2 separate regions of the Sus scrofa genome follow, and region 2 is linked to region 1. Evidence: chromatin contacts called from public Hi-C data. All regions are on one chromosome and are shown on one strand. Each heading gives the region's core, a stretch centred on a gene start, on an enhancer-like site or on the middle of the called end of the contact. The rest is flanking DNA. Distances are from core to core; before and after follow the strand shown. Region 1 holds the start of ID2 (inhibitor of DNA binding 2, HLH protein). Region 2 holds the start of RNF144A (E3 ubiquitin-protein ligase RNF144A).

What was found. A called contact is a pair of places that touch in the nucleus more often than the background predicts.
Region 2: a contact with region 1 is called in a Hi-C map of omental adipose tissue, with 2.4 times the contacts expected there. The contact joins the promoter of RNF144A here to the promoter of ID2 in region 1. A contact is called at or near these places in 5 of 47 Hi-C or Micro-C datasets (embryonic fibroblasts, heart right ventricle, mesenteric adipose tissue and 2 more).

What each region holds. Positions count from the first base shown.
Region 1 is chr3:127,500,952-127,505,001 of Sscrofa11.1, reverse strand. ID2 (inhibitor of DNA binding 2, HLH protein) reads left to right here and starts at 1,795. Exons shown (of 3, transcript NM_001037965.1): 1 at 1,795-2,239; 2 at 2,618-2,681; 3 at 3,471-4,050. The coding sequence starts at 1,892. The coding sequence ends at 2,674. It overlaps LOC106509912 (a long non-coding RNA gene), which reads right to left and starts at 1,493. Exons shown (of 3, transcript XR_002342872.1): 1 at 753-1,493.
Region 2 is chr3:128,865,389-128,869,438 of Sscrofa11.1, reverse strand. It overlaps RNF144A (E3 ubiquitin-protein ligase RNF144A), which reads left to right and starts at 2,336. Exons shown (of 11, transcript XM_021087902.1): 1 at 2,336-2,550.

The DNA of each region.
Region 1 (4,050 bases), core at 546-3,045:
GTATGAAATCATTTCCAGACTTATTATCAGAGGAGAGGTTTTTAATCGAATACTGTCAGGAACAGAATTGCAGGCTTCATTTTCCCGGCCAGGCCCTGAGCAGATTTCTCTGCGGGTCAGAGAACCATCCACTTCCATCCTCCAAAACCAAAGCGGCTGGATTTTCTGAAAGTGACACCCACCTCGTTGCCACCAGCTCTTCCTCCCTGGAGAGAAGCCCTGAGGCAGGCGCATGGCGGCAACTGGTGTCAGAGACCAGACCCTCGGGCCACCAGCTGAAGAGTTAATCATTAATTGATGGAAAAAATACTGTGTCCCCATTATTAAACTTTGCTTTTTCTCCAGTTCTGCCCCCCCCCCCCGCCAAGTGCAAAGGAGATTGAGACAAAACATAAGATACTTAGAGACATCATGTTGTCTCAGATTTTCTAGCTTATTGTATTCTAGAGAAATATGGTTTTCAACACACTAATTTATCATGGTCTTCAGTTAAGCTAGAATTAATGTGTGAATTAACTGAAAAGGATTTGAGCAAGTAACTCCAAGCTTTGTAGAAAATGTAGATGGCAGAATAAGTTCTTCAAGATTTAATAGGGGAAAAGAGGGAAGGAAACAACCTGAACCTGCCCCTAAGGCTAGTGCTGAAAAGAGTCCAAACTTGGTATATGACAGATTTAAAGAACAACAACAACAACAGCAACAAAACAACAACAACAATGTGAAGATATCCACCACTGGCTGGAGCCACCTACCTGTCACAAAGCTTTAAAAATACAGTAGGACTGGAATGTGACACCAGAAATCACGACTTGTGCATAATTAATCACCTTACTTTGCCACCTACACTGCAGAGGACAGACTGGCAGCCTCGGAAGGCAGTGTACGTAAATACAGCTTCCATACGCAAATTCTCCTAATGATTTCCGCTTCGTAGGATCATTATCATAGATAGCCCTTCCTCCTTCTAGAAAAGGAAGCCAGAAAGCGTCCTGCGCTCAGAGCTCCTCAGCGATCAGCACAGGTTCCAATAAGCACTCACTTCACCGAGTTTACAACAACGCCTCCTGCGTTGCTCCGAGTTGCACGATCCCACACTAAACCTGTCGTTGAATGCGCGCGTGGGTGATTTTGGTTTTGTTTTTTACAAAGCTTTTCCTTATCTTAAGAGACCCAACTCACACTACAGACGTCACTTGGCGACGGCAAACTTATGTGCGTTTTCACTTTCTTCAGAAATGCTTTCTATCTTGCTGACATTCCGTGGGGCGCAGGGGACCGTGGTGGCTTTCCCTCCGCTGCGCAGACCTGGCCTCGGTGGCTGTGGTTTTAGGGATGCTCAAAGCCCCGAGGTGTAGAAGGCTTCCTCGGGAGACACCTTAGGGAGAGAGTCCGGCCTCGCCGTTGGGATTAACAGGGGATTAAGATGCACATTGAGGTTCCTGGGGTCTCCCCCTCCCCCACCCTGTCCGCGACCCCCTCCTCTACCCCCACCCGCTTCTCTCCCCCCAGCCCTCCCCTTCCCCTGCGCTCCCCTCCGGCCCGGCGCTTACTGTACTCTATTTACCACCCCAGCTGGGCTCGCGCCGCGGGGATTGGCTGCGAACGCGGAAGGACCGAGCGCTCGCCCCGCGCCCGCGCCGGCCAATGGGGGTGCCCGCCCGGCCTGATGGACGCGCCGCCCTCCACCAATGGGGACGCAAGGCAGCCGGATCGTGTGGCCCCGGCGAGCGCTGATAAAAGCCGCCCGGCCGGGCTCCCTGCTTCGTTCTGAGCCGAGCCTGGTGCCGAGCGTAGGAAGCTCTGCAGGCGGCGGCGGCGGCGGCAGCGGCGGCGTCCTGAGCTCCGGGGCAGCCCGCTCCCTCCTCCCGGTCTCTTCTTTCCTGCGGTCAGCATGAAAGCCTTCAGTCCAGTGAGGTCCGTTAGGAAAAACAGCCTTTCGGACCACAGCCTGGGCATCTCCCGGAGCAAAACCCCGGTGGACGACCCGATGAGCCTGCTGTACAACATGAACGACTGCTACTCCAAGCTCAAGGAGCTGGTGCCCAGCATCCCTCAGAACAAGAAGGTGAGCAAGATGGAAATCCTGCAGCACGTCATCGACTACATCTTGGACCTGCAGATCGCCCTGGACTCGCACCCCACTATTGTCAGCCTGCACCACCAGCGACCCGGGCAGAGCCAGGCATCCAGGACGCCGCTGACCACCCTAAATACGGACATCAGCATCCTGTCCTTGCAGGTAAGACCTGCTCCTGGTGCCCCGCTCGCGGCCGCGCAGCCGGGCGATGCCTGGGCTGCCACTGGCCGACCCATTGTCGAGACCGCCGGCCGCAGTCGGTGACTCACAAATGAGCTAATTAACTTCATTGTTATTAGTTTTAGTTTTTTTTGTTTTTTTTTTTTGTTTTTTTTTACAAATCTGCTGTAGATTGAGTTATGCGGGAAATTGCTGATAGGTTAGTTCTGAGAGGTTAACGCATCAATCTTTGAGTCTGCAATTAGCGTAAACGTCTTTACTGGAACTTGCTGTTCTATGGGCTACTTGGAAAAAGAAAAAAAAAAGCTCTTTCTCCTGAAGTTGTCTAACGTCGAGCCTTTTATCCCCGTTCTCTCGTAGGCTTCTGAATTCCCTTCTGAGTTAATGTCAAGTGACAGCAAAGCGCTCTGTGGCTGAATAAATGGTGAGTGTTTGCTTGTGCCACCGGTCGGTGAACCGGCACTCGGGGTGTGTGCGCGCGCGCGCGCGTGTACTTGCGAATCTGTAAAATGTTGGGTTTGGTAGATGAATGTGTACTTGGTTGTATAACACGTAGTACATTGTTTACGTGTACTAGATGTGAAGAGGCATCTGGCTCCTGTTACTCAAATTCACGGAAGATTTTCCTTAAAAAAAAAAAAAAAAATGCCAGTAACTATGGAAGGTGGCAGAGGAAACTGTGTAACTGTGTCCCGGTTTTATGTGCCAGTATCATGCCTGGGCTGTTTTCTGCTCATGCTCTGGTACTACGAGGTACTAACCCCCGTGTAATTAATCTTATCACCGCAAATTCCATCGGGATCCTCCCTCCCTAAAACTCCAGCCCTCTGGGACCAGGCTAGCCAAGCATTGCTGCCCTGTGCCTCAGCCCCTGTGATGTGGGATTCCGACTTCCCAATCTGTTAACTAAAGGGCTGTTTTCAATCAAATAATTGTTACAAGAAGCAGACTGGCGCCTATGAGCCCTGCCGCTGGAGATCCAAATAGGAGATTGCATTGGGAAGTTTTTCGCCTGAGTCTCTGCTATTTTAATGTTTAATTTGCGCTGTCGAGGCCGAGTGTGTGTCTTGCATCTGTGGACGCCAGGGTTTGCCCAATGTTTGAGTGTTTGGTTAAATGTTCAAACTGCGGCTTCCTCCTGGCGCCAGTCTGCCCGCCTCTGCCCTTAGGTTAAAATCTCCTAAACAGTCCTTTCTCTCTCGATCTTTTGCAGGTGTTCATGACTCTTCCCCCCCCCACACCCACCCCCTTTGCACAACAACAGCAACAAATCCACAGGCTCTTTTAAGGCGCTGAACTTATTTTTCAACCATTTCCCAAGGAGGACAAGTCAAATGGACCTTTAAAAAAAAAAAAATGGAAGGAAAACTAAGAACGGTCGACTTGCCCAGTGTTCTCTGACCTGGACTGTGTACTAGTTATTTATGAAAAAGACTTTTAAATGCCCTTTCTGCAGTTGGAAGGTTTTCTTTATATACTATTCCCACCATGGGGAGCGAAAAACGTTAAAATCACAAGGAATTGCCCAATTTAAGCAGACTTTGCCTTTTTTCAAAGGTGGAGCGTGAATACCAGAAGGATCCAGTATTCAGTTACTTACATGAAGTCTTTCGGTCAGAAATTACCTTTTTGACGCAAGCCTACTGAATGCTGTGTATATATTTATATATAAATATATATATATATTGAGTGAAACCTCGTGAACTCTTTCCTTAGAGTTTCCTTGTACAGCGGCAGAGATGTCAATTTCTGCATCAAAGTGTAATGATGTACTTATTCATGCTAAACTTTTT
Region 2 (4,050 bases), core at 1,087-3,586, 1.4 Mb before region 1:
TATTCAGAAGTGGGTGATGAGTCCCACTGCCCGCAGTCACAAACACCATGGGTATCTTTTCAAATGAGCTTGATATGACAAAGCTCTCAGTGAGGAGCTCCTGATGTGGTACGGTGGGTTAAGGATCTGGCATTGCTGCAGCTGTGGTGTAGGTCACAGCTTCGTCTCAGATTTTATCTCTGGCCTGGGAACTTCTATATGCCACAGGTGCGACCATAATACAAAACCAAAAAGCCAAAAAAACAACCAAAAAAAAACCCCTGAAAACATCTGGGTAAGATGGCTGAGAGCCCCGACCCGTGCAGAGGACTGGATTGAAAACCATCCAGTGATGGGTGGGCGTGACCTTGAGAAACACAGGCTGCTTATCTGAGAGACCAGGAAGGTTGTTCAGCAGCACAGCTCAGAGCAGATGACTCTGGCAGTTAGGCTGCACAGGCCCCATGTGAAACCCCACACAACAATTACTTCATGGCTGTTCTGCAGAATCTTATGACCTGATAATCAGAGAGAAGTGTAACAGATGCCATGATCAGCATGGAGACACACTATTATACAATGTCACCAGGAATCTGGGGATGGGGGAGGCACTGGTGGATTAGGAAGACTCCAGGAAGAATAAGTGCATCTGAGATGCCCTGGATGGCCTGATGCAAATGGCATCATCGGGGTGGCATCCTCTTTCCCCATGTCCCCCACAACAGTCGTGTTAATGGCCGCAAACACACGTGGGAAGGAAGTCACAGGTACACACACATGCACACACACAGACACACGCATCCCCGGGGAAGCACGTACAAGTCTCAATGGCACAGGTGGGTAAGAGGCTGGTGTGTGCACCTCATCACTCCCGGGGCAGCCTCAGCTGTTTCCTCCCCACTTGACTCCCAATGTCCCTGCTTACCACAGAAACATCTGCATCTCAGCACGGACCCATTTATCACCTTCCCTGTGTGTCTGCTGCCATCCTCTCATTCATTCATAGAATCACTCATTCACAAGGAGTATCACACCCCTACCTCCCAGGTACCACAAGCAGAGGATGGGGCGGGGGTGGGGCTTATATTTTCTGTGAAGCTTAGGCCTTTCTGCAGAACTATTGTCATTTTCAAGTGCTGGTAAGATTCTTTCCATTGTGCCTTTTGCTTGAATGATGACATTTGCACAAAGAATTTGACAGAGGCATCAGAAATGCTCATTCATATTTGGGGGAGGGAAATATTTACCAGAATAACTGCTCAATGTAGAGGAGATGGATTTGTGATTTTTTTTTTTTAAAGATGTATATGCAGTAGAGGAAGACAAATTATGCAGAATGTCAAGACAGTTAGGAATCTTGTTTAATTGGGGGAAAATGAGACAGGGAACAGCTAAGGGTGATGGAGTGAATCCTGAACATTTTCCAGTTACGTCGATACTTCTTTATGCATATCTGCCTTACTGAATCCCTGCCAAGATCTGCATTTTTCAGATAAGAAAATGGAAGCACAACAAAGTTAAGTAACTTAAGGTCACGCGGCTGGTAGGTGATGCATCAGAATTCAGAGGCGAGGCTGTGGAGGGAGGGCGCCGAGGAAGGGACCTGTGATGTGGGTTTCCCCTCACTTCTGCAGAAAAGAGCGTCTCCTTTGAAGAAAGCATTCTTCATACACACCGGTTATTTCTGTTCAACTCTGCATGCCTGAGACACATGATTTAGCGCTTGGGTAACTTCTACCAGAGGGAGTGGCAAAGATAAATCTTACAGGAAAATTCTACCTTCAAAGATCTTGGACTCTAACAAGCTGGGAACCCTAAGAATAGGAAAGAAATTGCTGTGCCAGGAACTCTGGAATCCACAGAACGGAGGGACTGCCAAGTTGCCCCCTCTCCTCCATCCTTCAAAGCGATGAGGGAGTGGGGCAGAAAGACATGTGACGCTGGCACAGCAAGGCCCTCAGCCTTCATCGCGAGGTCCTCACATGCCAGGGCATCAGGCCGAGGTTCTAGGGGGCCCGATCTGGTCGGTGGCAGGACTGGAGCCCTGGCCTCCTGCGCAGCCGGAGAGGGTTTCTACCGCCGGCCAAGCGTGTTTGGGGCTCACCCACTACTCTCCGAGCTGGCTCATCTTGAGGCCCCGGAGCATCCGCCTCAGGGACGGTCTTCTGGCCGCCGCCGGACGAGGCGCCTCGTGATCCCCTGGGCGGCGTGGGCCCCGTGGTCCTCGGTGGGCGAGCGGGAGTCCCCGGGCCTGCGCGGCCGAGGGCGGGGCGCGGCGGGCGGGCGGGCTGGCGGCAGGGGGCGCTGCGCGCCGGGCGGGGGCGCTCGGGCCGAGCCTCTGCGCCCCGCGTCTTTGTGCCGCTCGCGCCGCCGCCCACTCTCCCCCCGCGGGCGGTGCGCCCCGGCTGGAGGGCGGGCGGGAATAAAGGGCGGCTCCGGGCAGGGCGGCGCGGGCGGCCCACTTGCAGCGCGGACCCAGGCACCCGACCGCGGACCTCGGCGCGGAGCTCGGAGCCCCGCCCGCGGCCGAGCAGGAGCGGCGGCCCCGGGGCCCCAGCCGCGCGGGACCAGGTGGGTGTCGCGCGTCCCCTTTGTGTCCGTCTCGCGGGAGCTGGGCGCGGCCGAGGGGCCCGGTGGAGGTGGCGGTGCCGAGCCGGCTTCGGGCGCGGGGATCGGGCGGGGGCGATGGCGGGTCCGTGCCAGGGGCGCCACCCTGGCCTTGCCCCTCGGTGGCCCCAGGGCCGAGGACACGTTGGCTCTGCATCGGCATGTGCCCGCGCCCCGGCCCGTCAGGGGGAAGAGGTGGCGGGCGGGGACGGCTCTGGGTTGGGGGCTGCAGGACTCATGCCCAGTTCCAGGAGGTCTGGCGAGGGCGACCTGCTGGGGAGCGGGGAGGCGGCCAAAGGTCAGCCTGGTGGAGTGGGCGGGTGCCCTGTGAGCTCGGCGGTGCATGTCCAGATGCCCAGTGACCTCAGTGGCCCGCCTCCCTGCTTCCCAAACCGTCCTCTCCCAAGGGGTGCGCAGAAACTTCCTTGTTGGTCTAAGCACCCCACCAGCAGGCAGTGATGCCCCGACTCCCCTGCACCATCCCGGGCACCCAGCCCTGGGAACTCGTGCGAGCCGGGAGCCGTAGGGTCAGGCATGGGGAGAAAGGGGTTACTTTCTGTACCCTGATGGTCTCCATAGGCAGGTCTTAGGGTGATTGGTCACGACAAAAGTTCTCTCTCTGCCCTCTTCCCAGTGAAGAAGAAGAATAATAAACCCACTAGAAAAATATCCCACAGTTGCCTTGTGCCAGGCCTAAGGTGGGGAAGGCGGCCCAGGGAATCCTGCTGACCCTTGGGGAGGGAGCTCTGGTCTCTGAGCCAGGAACAGACCCCACTTGGTCTTGCTCTCAATTGTTGTGGGAAGGAAGCGCTTTCCTAGGAGGGGGGCCTGGGGATCTAATAAGGACACATTCCAGTGCACCGGCCAGGGGCAGCCGGCAGACAAGCTGTGTTGAAAAGTGTAAGATGGAAAATGAGGTGGTGCAGACCCTGCGGAGCTTGGGCGACTTCCCAGGAGGGCGAGGCCCGGAGAGGAGGGTCTGGGCTGCTGCTCAGGAGGGTGACAGAGCCATGCTTGAAGGTGGGGCGGGTTGCAGGTGGTAGAAGGAATCTGGGCAGAGGGAACTGCCCAGCAGAAGGAGGGGATGGAACTTCAGGGGTGTGCCCCGAACTTTCCCGCACTTGCAGCTCCAGTGCCCCTGGGATTGGAATCCCTCTCCTGGTACCGAGGATGACCTGGTCTTTTGAGGTTTTCTAGGGCCTTTTCAATTTTTGCTTTTCTTATTTTTTTAGAGAGTGCAAAGGAACTATGCCCAGAGTAGTCAGATGAGGGTAAATCGTGAAATTGGGCATTCCGGGCCCGCTTTAAACTCGATCCTGTTGCTCTTAGAGTCACGGATGGTTTTGGAGGAGAGTGAGCGGAGCACTGCTTTAGAGTGAAGAAGGCATGTGGAGTGTGCGGCCTTTCGTCCCAGCACGGGCTCCCACCTCCGCGCTTTATCAAAGGTCAGGCAGGGATTGAGAA